Regions from separate parts of the Mus musculus genome. Here all the other regions are linked to region 3. A link is a contact called in public Hi-C, HiCAR-type and Micro-C data. All regions are on one chromosome and are shown on one strand. Each heading gives the region's core, a stretch centred on a gene start, on an enhancer-like site or on the middle of the called end of the contact. The rest is flanking DNA. Distances are from core to core; before and after follow the strand shown. Region 1 holds the start of Bmi1 (Bmi1 polycomb ring finger oncogene). Region 2 holds the start of Spag6 (sperm associated antigen 6). Region 3 holds the start of Sfmbt2 (Scm-like with four mbt domains 2). Region 4 holds the start of Skida1 (SKI/DACH domain containing 1).

The links. A called contact is a pair of places that touch in the nucleus more often than the background predicts. HiCAR-type assays count read pairs that join an accessible place to other places.
Region 1: a contact with region 3 is called in a Hi-C map of embryonic stem cells, with 12 times the contacts expected there. The contact joins the promoter of Bmi1 here to the promoter of Sfmbt2 in region 3. A contact is called at or near these places in 2 of 39 promoter capture datasets (cranial neural crest and embryonic stem cells), 12 of 484 Hi-C or Micro-C datasets (embryonic stem cells and stem cell-derived epiblast-like cells) and 1 of 115 datasets of contacts at active chromatin or transcription factors (embryonic stem cells).
Region 2: a contact with region 3 is called in a HiCAR-type map of embryonic stem cells, with 9 times the contacts expected there. The contact joins the promoter of Spag6 here to the promoter of Sfmbt2 in region 3. A contact is called at or near these places in 2 of 39 promoter capture datasets (cranial neural crest and embryonic stem cells), 11 of 484 Hi-C or Micro-C datasets (embryonic stem cells and stem cell-derived epiblast-like cells) and 2 of 115 datasets of contacts at active chromatin or transcription factors (both in embryonic stem cells).
Region 4: a Micro-C map of embryonic stem cells shows a contact between it and region 3, with 17 times the contacts expected there. The contact joins the promoter of Skida1 here to the promoter of Sfmbt2 in region 3. A contact is called at or near these places in 1 of 39 promoter capture datasets (embryonic stem cells), 10 of 484 Hi-C or Micro-C datasets (all in embryonic stem cells) and 1 of 115 datasets of contacts at active chromatin or transcription factors (embryonic stem cells).

What each region holds. Positions count from the first base shown.
Region 1 is chr2:18,675,647-18,678,613 of GRCm38.p6, forward strand. Bmi1 (Bmi1 polycomb ring finger oncogene) reads left to right here and starts at 1,372. Exons shown (of 10, transcript NM_007552.4): 1 at 1,372-1,823. It overlaps Commd3 (COMM domain containing 3), which reads left to right. Exons shown (of 8, transcript NM_147778.4): 8 at 221-585. The coding sequence ends at 280.
Region 2 is chr2:18,697,686-18,700,471 of GRCm38.p6, forward strand. Spag6 (sperm associated antigen 6) reads left to right here and starts at 1,337. Exons shown (of 11, transcript NM_001001334.2): 1 at 1,337-1,409; 2 at 1,483-1,578. The coding sequence starts at 1,385.
Region 3 is chr2:10,368,978-10,371,786 of GRCm38.p6, forward strand. Sfmbt2 (Scm-like with four mbt domains 2) reads left to right here and starts at 1,474. Exons shown (of 23, transcript NM_001198808.1): 1 at 1,474-1,575.
Region 4 is chr2:18,046,892-18,049,781 of GRCm38.p6, forward strand. It overlaps Skida1 (SKI/DACH domain containing 1), which reads right to left and starts at 1,558. Exons shown (of 1, transcript NM_028317.3): 1 at 1-1,558. The coding sequence starts at 1,448.

The DNA of each region.
Region 1 (2,967 bases), core at 122-2,621, 8.3 Mb after region 3:
AAATTCTGTTAGAAATTCCCTTTTAACTAGAACTTGAATACCTGATTGGAGGACCAGATCCAGCAGAAGAAGCGCTTCTTTTCCAAAGGGCTTTGCGAGCTGTTGAGCTCCCGTGGACTCCTTAGGTGTTCTTCCTTCCGACTGTGTTCTTGCAGCTGCTTCAGAGTTGCTGCTTCCTCACTTGTATGCCCAAGTTGTGACATGATTGTACATCTTTTAGGACTTGGTGGGGAAACTTAAGGATGCTTCAAAAAGCCTGGAAAGAGCAACTCAGTTGTAATTTGGGGAGGCTGATGACCCCAGGAGCCTAGAGGAAAACCAGACGCGCCTTGTCTCCTGCTGGACCATCGTTCGCGCGAGCTGGATGTCATTTTCAGTGGAAAAAGAGCTAGCACCCTTTTGAAGTGATGCCAACCATCAATTTTGACACTTTTTTTACACATGTGAAATGGTTAAGAGGGAGACTCTTAAGCATCTGGATTTTCAGTATTACTCTTGCGTTCCTTCTATCTTGAGCGTCTTCAAGCCCTATTAAAGTATCGTACCCTGAATAAATACGGTGGTATTCCCACAAGAAGGGCGGCATTCTGTTTGGAGTTTGTGTGTGACTTTGACGACTGAGTGTGCCAAGCACATCTGCCCTGCGTGGGCTCGGACGCCTGCCTTGCCCCAGGTTAAGTGTTTCGGGAAAGGTGTGCGGCCGGGCCGTGCTCGCTGCCCGGCCCGCCCGTTACCTGCGCCCGGCCCGCCCGACCCCGCGAGCGGAGCCAGCCCGGCCGCTGCCCGCGCGCGCCTCTTCCCGGCCGCCAGCGGGCGGGGCGGCCGCTGTTGTTTCCGCGGGCCCGATCCGGCGCAGGTTCGGCAGGGCCGAGCCGGGGCAGCGGCCGGGCGCCCCCGGCGGCGGGCCCCGCGGACGTGTGCGCCAGAAGCAGGAGACATGGTGGGGGGCGGGGCGGCGTGCGGGGCCGAGCGGGCCGCGCCGGGAGAGCGGCGTGTGGCGCTGTGGAGAAATGCCTCCGTCGCGGCCCCGGCGCGCTGCGCGGGGAGGGGAGGGGGCTGGGCGCGCGGCTCGCGGCGCGCTGCGAGGGGAGGGGGCGGCCACGGGCCCGACTACACCGACACTAATTCCCAGGCCGCCCTTAAGGAATGAGGGGAGCACGTGACCCGGCGGGGGGCGGGGGAGGGGGCGGGCGGACTCCGAGCCATTTTGGAGCCGGTGTCAGTTTCCACTCTGCCTTCAGCCGTGCATTTTTTTCCACCCTCCCCTCCCCCTCCTGGTCCTCCCTCCCCTCCCCCGCCACCCGGCCCGCAAGCACACTCGGCGCCCCCCGCCCGCCCGCCAGCCCGCCTCCCCCACGCGAGTCTGAAATCATAATCGTAGTATTAAAGGCAGAGATCGGGAGAGACAATGGGGAGGTTGGCGAGGGAGCCCCGCGCAGGCTTAGCAACACCTCCCGGCCCCGCAGAATAATACGGCTCGGCCCCTCTGCGCGCCCTCCCCCGAGCGCGGCCGGGAGGCGGCGGCTGCGCCGAGGAGGAGGAGAGGCCCCGAGGAGGCGGCGGCGGAGGCCGCGCGGAGGCGGAGGAGGCCGCGCGGGAGGAGGAGGCCGCAGCGCGCGAGCAGGAGGCCGGCGGGGGAGCGGCATGAGCGGAGCGCGGCGGCCGTGGCTGCTCTCGGCCGCGCTCGGTGCCCATTGACAGCGGCGGCGGCGGCTCGCTCCAAGATGGCCGCTTGGCTCGCATTCATTTTATGCTGAACGACTTTTAACTTTCATTGTCTTTTCCGCCCGCTCAGATCGCCTCGCGCCGGCCGCTCTTTCCGGGTACGTAGGAGGCGAGGCGCCGACGGGCCGTGGCCGGGGACTGGTGGGGGTCGGGGCGGCGTGGAGGGGGGGGGGCGGAGGCGCTGACAGCGTGGGCAACCGGCCCGCGCCCCGCGCCCGCGCCCGCGCGCCCGCCGCCTCCCGCGGCGCCGGACGCCCCGCAGCCCGCACCAGCGCCGCCTGACCGCGCTCCAGCCGCTCCGGCCGCCGCCCGCGCCCGGCCGCGCCGCGCCGCCCCACGTTTTAGTTCCCCGCTCCCCCGAGCGCCCCTCGGCACCCTCGCGCCGCACATGGTCCCCGAGAGCGGCACTTGTGTCTCCAGCCTGCGCGGCTCCCGCGGCCGCTGCGCCCTTTGTTGAGAGGTAGACTTTGCTGAAACGGGGACGGGATCCCGAGATCGGGCGCTGCCTGGGTCCAGTGGCTTCCCTCCTCTCCCGAAGAAAGGGCTCTGGAGGTCTTTGAACCTCCAGGGAACGCCCCCATTTTATAGGGATGGGTACTGTGGGGAACAGCGATCCCGACGAGGTGGGTGTTAGGCTGGGGGGAGCCCCGACAAAAATGTTATTAACTTAAGTTGGAGGGACACTTGTGTGAAATTGGATGGCTGGTAAGATGGCGGTTCCCAGTTGTTTCCAAGGTCTTGTGCATTTGTGTTGGAAAGGGTAAAGTTTTCAAGGTGGTATTTGTTGGGAGTCGAGGACAGGGGTTCCATACGTACTTGGGGCGAGCTCTCAAGGAGGTGGGCATTTAAAATTTGAGCTTTGTTTTGGAGTGAAGCCGGTGACTGTACGTTAGCCTTGCTGAGCGCCCTTTCTCTCTCCACTCTCACCCCTCCTTTTTTCTTCTTTTCTCTCGAAGACACTACAACTTTCCCCTTTGCTGTGGGATGAGCTGAGACTTAGGTCCATTGCATTTTATAGATTTTGCTAAATGTCAGAATAGGTCATGAAGTAAGGGGATGGATGCTTCGGAGAAGGAGCACTAACGCGTTGATTGCTTATGTTTACGTAGTCATTTGGACTTGACAGCGCTGGAGCATGATCGTTTCCCCAGAGCTTTACAGTTAATAATTGGAAATAAACAAGGAGAGAGACTTTGATCATTCCCAATTGCAATAAAAGGATTTAGTGGGCTTAGTGGTCAC
Region 2 (2,786 bases), core at 87-2,586, 8.3 Mb after region 3:
GTTGTGAGGGGTTTTTTGTTTTGTTTTTGTTTTTGTTTTTGTTTTTTTAAGTCTTCAAAATGCTACAGGGAACTGAAAATAAATTAAGTACACTCCATTAGCAATTTTAATAATTCACTCCGGGTTTCCCTCTATATCTGTACCTGGGAGTCCTGTTGGGGAGAATGTAGAAGACCACTGTGAAACTTACAGAGTTAAGTAAAAGGATGTGTCTCTGACTGCTGACCTGCAGAAGCCAAAGGCTGTCCCAGGGTGTGAAGAGGACTAGACACACTAGTCCCAGCCTTCTAGGACTCCAGGGAATACCAAGGCTTCTTCAGAGAGCTCCTATCAGGAGTTAAAAGTGACTGTAGTAGAAGATTCCAAGTATGAAAACCAGAGATGTGTGTGCGTCCTCTTGGTGATAGCAAAGATTTCCGGTCTGCCACGATTAGGCAGCAGCTGTGGCTAGTTGTCCATTTGACACCTGGTGAAATGGTAGTTTCAGAGAGAGAAATATTTAAAATTGACACCTGTCACTGAAACATTTGGTGCAGAATTTTAAGAGAGGAGCTAGAACTAACGGTAAACTGTAGTGCTTAAATTTGATGAAAAAGAAAGGCTGCGGAGCTCCATTTATGTGAGCTGGTCTTTTCAGATAAAAAGAAATGTCTCTTTTGGAAATGTCACCGAGCAACAAAATAAGGCCCGAATTTAAAAGAAATTATTTTTTAGAAGTCATATTGAAATATAGAGACAGCAAACTTGGTAGTCATTAGAAAAACCTGCAAGATGGATATTTATCATATTATTTTCTTTTCTGCTTTTCCACAGACTCTCTAAGTGTCCTTAATTGTTGTTAATATATCGTAATTCAGTGTATGGACACGATTGCTGTGACTCTCCAGGAATTCGGAAATCAGAAGTGCCAGGTAAGGAAGAGAGGCATTAAGAGCAACACGGAGTAATGTGTTGCCAGTGTTGCTTTGATCCGGGGACACGCCGGGCCAACGCGTCTATCTGCCTGACGCCTGGTCCCCGAGCGCACCCCTTCTCTCCAGCCCCTAGCCCGCTCGCGCTGCAGTCGCGCTGCAGTCGGGAAAACCCTGCCTCGTGGATGGGTCGGCATAGACCAAGTCCTCCCGGGAGACTCTGGCGCCCTGTGCACCGCCTACAGGGAAGTGACAACCGACGGACTGTCTCGAGCAACACTGGAGTCCCAGCTTATCAGGTCGTCCCTCCACCACTCCATCGACCATTGTGATGTCATGCCTGGGACTTAACTGTTGCGACAGGACGGCTGCGTTCCGATTCCGACTGGTTGCCCAGGAGTGTGGGTACACAGAGCAGTCCCGAGGGACGTTGAGGGGTCGCGGCGAGCGGACCCGACACGCGCCGCGGCACCATGAGCCAGCGGCAGGTGCTGCAAGGTAGGAGCCTTGGGAAGGCGCCCCGACGGGTTGGCTCCTAGGGTGGGCTACTCCACTTCGCCTCTCTCTGCAGTGTTCGAGCTGTACCAGAACGCCCGGACCCGGTTTGTGCAGATGGTGGCGGAGCAGGCGACCAAACCCCAGAACATCGAGACACTGCAGAATGCGGGTGAGCCTTCACAGCTCATGGGACCCTGGTCCCACACCTCATCCCGAATCCATCTTCCTCCTTCATCGCCTTGGCCTCATCCTTCATCCCGCACTTCATCCTCACACCACCCAGCGCCCCAGCCTCCCTTGGTCCCCGGTCCTCTTTCTTTCCCAGCTGCCCACATTGTCTTTATGCTCCCTTATTAGCTCAGCTTTTGGGGAGCCGAGGAAGTAGGCTAAAGTGGTGCCAAGTTCCGCCGGACTCCCTCCCCTCCGCGGTATCTTGTGGGTGAGGCAGTGGAGGAGGCCTGGTATTATTTCCATCTTCGTTGCAATCGGCCTGCCATATGAACTGCCAGAAGTCGTTTTCCTGGATGGGAACGTACCCTAACCAGACCTAGTCTATCCCTCTCTTGTCACTCCTAGATCACATTCACTTCCTAGAAGCAAAGAAATCCCAGGCTGATTTCACTGGTCTCCTCTAGGCATTAATGGAGTAAGAGTAGTATGCTTGAAATTTTTTCCAGGACATTCGAAGCAGGCAAAACGGACCTGGTTTTGTGAATCTTACAGGGCATCCTTTTCCCACCCCTTAGTCTGAAAGGAAGGAGGGGAAAGAGGAGAGGTCACAGTTAGTGAAATCCATCTTTGTTCCACCACCACTAGTGAGTGTGTGTGTGTTTCTGAAGAGACAACACTGATGGGGCACCAAACACAGACCACAGAAAGGATTCCATCCAAATCTAGTTTGGAGAACCAATGAGTTTAGCATTACTAACAGGAACCAGTGTAATCTACCATTGACTACACCACTGAAAATACCTTCCCCATCACCTTAGTCACTTAGACATCCTGGAAAAGGTCCGTACTTCATAAGCCTCTGCTCTAAATGTCTTTGTCTGTAGTCACCTTATGATTTGAGGCTGAAAGACAGAGAGGCAGAGGGACACACACACACACACACACACACACACACACACACACACGAAGGGGCCTCCAGCATCGCCCAGAAGACAGCTTTCCACAAAAGCCTCTGACTGAACTGTAAGCTTGATGCCACTTACTAGGTCTTAAGAAAACCTCAGTTTACAGGATGAGATCTAATTTAAAACTAGTTTAAATGAACACATCATTAAAATAAACTAAGAACACATTGCCATGGTCACAGCACCTAGACAGCGCTTACTTCTGGCTTTCTTTGAGGAAACACCTTCTCTTGATCAGATT
Region 3 (2,809 bases), core at 224-2,723:
AAAATGACTACATGCGGCTCAACAAATACACAACACTTATTTATTACTTATAACGCAACAAGATTTAAACCACTACATGCCTCTAATATAAATATAAACACACAGTTTTTTTTTTTAACCTTGTAAGTTCTCATGACATGATTCTTAGGAATTTACAGAATATAAAGGAGAAACTTTTCCTCTGTGAACTTTTCTAATTTTTTTCTGTGACATTAGAGAAATGGAAGAGCATATACATATCTTACAGTTAACAAAACTAATTTAATTACTTTTTAACACAGTGGTGAAATGAATGGCTTAGCCAGAATTTAGGAATGCAAGAGCATATATAGTCAGTGCTATCAGAGACTTATTTGAAGGGAGATTTTTCAGAAAGTGTTAATTATTTTTTAGTGAATCACTTAGTACTATTAATCGTGAGACTGAACATGACTTCTCCTGAGTTGGAGTGCATTTTGTCTTTGGAAAGGCAGTCTCTGCTTTCTCTACTTCTTTATTTCTTGGCAGTGGTTACTGTTTTATTGATTTGGAGTGGGTCCCGCATTTGGAGTCACACATCCCTAAAGGGTCTGGTTGTGAAATGAAAGTGGAAATTAGACGGCATTGGAACGGGACGAAGGAGTACCTTTAACTTCGGAGGGAACCTGCTAGCCACTTTTCATTGCCTTTTGGGTGCCCTGGGATAAAAGTGGGAGGTGGGTTAAAAAGAAACAAAAAACAAAACAACAACAGCAGCAGGAGCAACGATCACAAAGAAAAGCCAAAGGACATAAGAAAAGCCATGTGCCAAGAGTGAATTAAAAGTAAAGGATATTGAACTTGGAGACCGTTTGCTGTAGACATCATTGGAGTAATTTGTGTAAACAGTGCGGCCACTACGTGCAGTGACAGCGCAATGTTTTTTATTTCTTAATCATGACAGGTAGATAGATAAATACACAAATGAATGAATGAATGAATGGGTGGGTGGAACTCCGCGCCATTTGCTATAGATCCTTGGGCAGAATTACATAATGTGGGTCTGAATATCAACCATATAGAGATTGCTTAATTACTTTGTCGAATCAGGTAAGATAATCAGGTGTGTGTTTAAAAATTTTGATGGAACAACGTTCAGTGGGCAATCGTAACTTTAAACCAGGAAATAGACCCGCAACCCTTACCGCGTTGGTAGGTTACAACTCAAGCCTCGTGGCTGGTGGACTGATAAAATTCTATTTCCTTCCAAAGGGGAGCTGCCCGGAAGTCCTGGTAGGGAAGCTGGGAGCTAGGTGGGCGGTCTAGGACGCACAAAGGAGTTCTGCTGCCTAAGGCGTCCAACGCAACCACAACCTGAGGCTTTGGAGAGTTGGGTTGGACAACCTAGTGTGAGTTGAGAGCTATTCCGGTCTAAGAGTGCTTTGCGCTTGGTTATTGGGGGGAGGAGGGAGGGAAGGGGGAAGGACAGGACCCTGACCACTCCCCTGGACGGAAGCGCAGGTTGGGTCTTGTGGGTCTAAGCCTCTAAAGGTGACTTTGAGCCTCTTTCCCACCTCTTTCTGAAGGATCAGCTGCGAGTTGAAGGAGTGAGAAGAGGTAAGTTGGGACTTTGAGACCTAAACCTGGACATACACTCTGGAATCCTCGGATTCTTCACCTGAGACCACCTTGGGTTAATAAAAGAAGCAGTTGCGGGTGTAGATGGGATGAATAATGTTCAGGGACGGGATTAATTTATTTTTGAGAAGTTTCTGCCGTCAGGAGTCTCCGACCTTAAGGATGATGAGCTCAAAAAATACATTGGTGTTCCTAAGAGTTGGACACCGGGAAGCTAGCTTCGGGAGTGGCAAACTCCGGCGGGTGATAAAAGTGTGAACCTCAGAGAATACTGATAAGCGAATGACTGGGGCCTTCAGGGTCTTAGATGGCTCTGTACTAAACGGAGGTGTATGGGCAAGGCGAGACGCTTTAGAGCTAAAGAATTCTCTAAAATGTGAAGGAAATATTCTCAGACTGGCAGGGCTCAGTCTTTTGTAACTTCCACCACGCTTTCCGAATCTCTGACTTTCGCCCACCATTCCCTCCCACCCCCCACCCCTGAGGCCCAATAATGGCGAGAGCCATTTCTGCGCTTCTCCCTTCTAGATTCTTCCAGATGACCTAAAGCCTCATAGTTGGTGATGTCTCCCGCGCAAAGTTAGCCTCTGGCCCCGTCACTCTATTGGCGGTTCCTAGCCCTCACCACTCCCTAGGGAACCACGTGTGGGAATTTCGCTGGGATGTTAGGATCAGGGAGGGTGACTAAAAATCTCAGTATGTAGTTGTTTTTTCGGAGAGTGGTGTAAGGGATAGGTGGGCAATAGAAGACTACGGAGTGGAAGATTTTTTTTTTTTTTTGAAGTCGGGGTTGTAAAGGCAAAGACCTTGAGCAATTGTGTCTTCTGTTTCCTAGTCGATAGAACCAGCTCTATATTCGCTCTACTGCTTCCCAGCTTCATAAACGGTGAGTTTTGTCTACCTGGGCATCTCCAGCTTTTCTGTATAGGGGACATTTCGTTTGTGTTCCGTACCACCATTGCGCCCAAGGCCCGGGAAGCTCATTAGCCCTTGCGCCACGCCCGTGAAAAAGTGCGGGTAGACCCCGCAGATCAGATTGGGCGGATCTTCCGCTCCATTCCTATAGATCATGAAGGACCTGGTTTTTCTTGATATGGGCCAGGGAAACCCCACCCTACGGGAACCTGTCCTGGCCAGGTGTCCCACCAGAAGCCCAGCGAGCTTCGTCACTCGCATTCCTGTAGATTGCAGCTGGTAGATCCCCGGCAGTCCA
Region 4 (2,890 bases), core at 308-2,807, 7.7 Mb after region 3:
AGATGGTACAAGAAGTTGGCCTGCGCCTGCACGCTGGGAGGCTTGCAGAAGCTGGTGCGCCTGAAACGGATGCTCTGCACTGACACTTGGCTGGACCCGGAGCTGGAGTCTGACTCGGTGGAAGAATCCTCCTCCTCCGAGCTGATTTCACTGGAATCCGAGGCCCCGCTGCCCCCCTCTTCCTCCTCCTCCTCTTCCTCCTCCTCCTCTCCTTCCTCCTCCTCTTCCTCTGAGGACACCGAGTTGCTGGAGCTGGACAAACTGGAGCCAAAATCCGAGTCATTGGCTGCATGGTCGGAGTAGGAGCTGGACTCGGAGTCGCTGCTACAACTCTCGGGAAAGCTTCCTAGATGGGGTTGCGGCCGGTGGTGATGAGAGGGGTGGTGACTCGGCGTTGGCTGCTGGGCTCGGTGGTGATGGTGATGATGATGGTGGTGATGGTGATGGTGGTGGTGGGGAGGCGGGCAGAAGCTGTTGACCAGATGAAACCTCTCCAAGCAAGTGGCCCCGGCCGCCGCCGCCGCAGCAGCAGCCGCCGCTGCTGCCGCCGCCGCCGCCTTGGCTTTGTAGGATCTGGGCAGCAGCAGCAGGCGCCGGGCTCCGGCGTGAGGCGGGAGCAGGCAGTTCTTGGCGCCCCCGCGCTTGCGCTTGCAGCGGTAAGTCAGGCTCACTGGGCCTCCCGCGCCGGTCGCCGCCTTGGGCTGAGGCCCGGCAGTCTGGTAGTAGGCGGCGGCGGCGGCGGCAGCAGCAGCGGCGGCGGCGGCGGCGGCGGCTGCAGCCGGGTGCTTGCTGCACAGCAGGCTCCGAAAATAAGCGGGGTCCGAGTGGAAGGCGACGTAGTTTCCCTGGAGCTGGGCAGTTTCATAGTTTAAAGAGGATTTGCAAGGCGAGCGAACGATCTCCGGGTAGTGGGAGCCCGGGTATTTGCTAAAAATCTGAGGTAGATGGGCGGCGGGGCGCGCGGCGGCGGCGCCCGGACGCTGGGACTGCGCGCTGATTGGCAGGGGCCGCGCGGCTCCGCTCAGGCCCCGCCAAAGTTGGTGCTTGTCCTTCCAAAAAGCCGGGCGGGGGCTGGCGGCGGCGGCGCGCTCTGGCGGCGGCGCCTTTGTGGCCAGGGCCCGACCGACTCTCCTTCGCTTGGTCTTGAGCACACGCTCGGTTTTGCAGGATGTGTAGAGCGCTTCTACGTCTTCCCGGGAGATGAGCGTGCATTTGGCCGCGTGGAAGGCGATACTGTTGATTGCTTTGAGTTTCCGCAACTCCTCCAGATCGCAGTGGTGCTTTTTCACTTTCAGATGATCCATGCGCTTGTGCACGGTCGTCCTCGGGATGTTTTTCAGCAGATCTGTGAAGACTTGGGAGAGAGCAAACATTTGCTTCCCTTTAATGATGAGGTAGCCGAGCCTCACGCCATCCACCTCTTCGAAACCTGACTTCAGGTCTCCCATCTCGGGCACTAAATGATCCCCACCATTTGCAGTAAATATATACGTGACGCATACATACACATGTATGTATGTTAATCCTCCGCCAGATGCTGCGTGTGTCTCAAGGCATCCTGCTAATAAAATAACAAAGACTGTTATTCCCGGCGAAGGGAGTGCCAAACTCTAGGCGAATTACTGGGGGGTTGGGGGGGGGGAAGAAAAACCCCAAGAAATTACACTGACTTGATTCTCGCTTTTTTTTTTTTTTTTTTTTTTTTTGGTTTTCGTTTTTTTAAAAAAGAGGGAAAAGACCATCCGGTTTCAGCTCTGCCAGTGTGTTGGTCTGAGTCCTCGATGCGGATCAGTACCTGGGCCCCGCTACTCCTTCCTTCTCCATTGGAGCACTATGATAATGGAATGTGAAGGGAGAAAGAGAAAAGAAATGCAGCTGCTATTCCCGCCGCTGCTTTAGCTACAAATAAAATGACAGAGTGAAGTGAGCTCGTCCGGAGACACCTTCATCAATTAATTCCCCTAAAGCCAACGCTGATTGGACACTCCTGACAGGTGATGCAATAAAAATTGATATTCCACCCCTTCCCCCCAAAATCTCCTACTAATTAGCATACCCTTATACTGCCACCTCCCCTCCCAAAGTAAATAATACAGCCGGTATATAAATCTTTCCATTAAACTATCGGAGCTCAGAAACAGCCTGACTCACAGACTTCATCAGAAGCAGTGTATGTACGAGAGAGAGAGAGAGAGAGAGAGAGAGAGAGAGAGAGAGAGAGAGAGAGAGAGAGAGAGAGAACCGTATATTCCCCTTTAAAGAAATACTGCCTATTTTTGCTTTATTTGCATTTTACCGATACAGCTATTATCGTTTCAAAGGAAAGCATTTAAAAAACATTATCAAGCTCAAATAGATATACCCCACCCTTCTTTTCTTTGGAAAATGAAGCTTAAGGGAAAACGTGCAGAATAGCCTGGTATTTCCCTTCTGGGAGTGGAGGAGACTGGCTGGGAGCTCTAAAGTTAAACCCTGAGGTGACCCAGCCCAGTACAGACTTACGTTGGCAATTTCTCTCGAGTCCCCCCACCCCCCATGCCTTTTACAACCAGAAACAAAGTTATTTGACCAAGAAAGCAGTTCGAGGCTCCACCTCAGGAACATGTAACAATTCAATTGGATTTCGCTTCTTTGCTGAGGAGTGGGGCAGGGGGAAGGTAGTTTCTCGTCAGGCCCATAACAAAGCACAGATAAGCCAGAGATGAGTACACTTTTCACCATTAACTAGCCTGGAGTAGAGGTGAGGTCATTCTAGAGTGCCCAGCACCGGCCTGAGCTGGAAGCTTGTCCACAGGTCCGAATTCCAGGGAGCAGATACTTCCTTCTGCAGCAAAGGGAAGGAAAGGGACGGCTCCCCAAGGTGATCCCAGAAGTTTTACATAAAAACAAT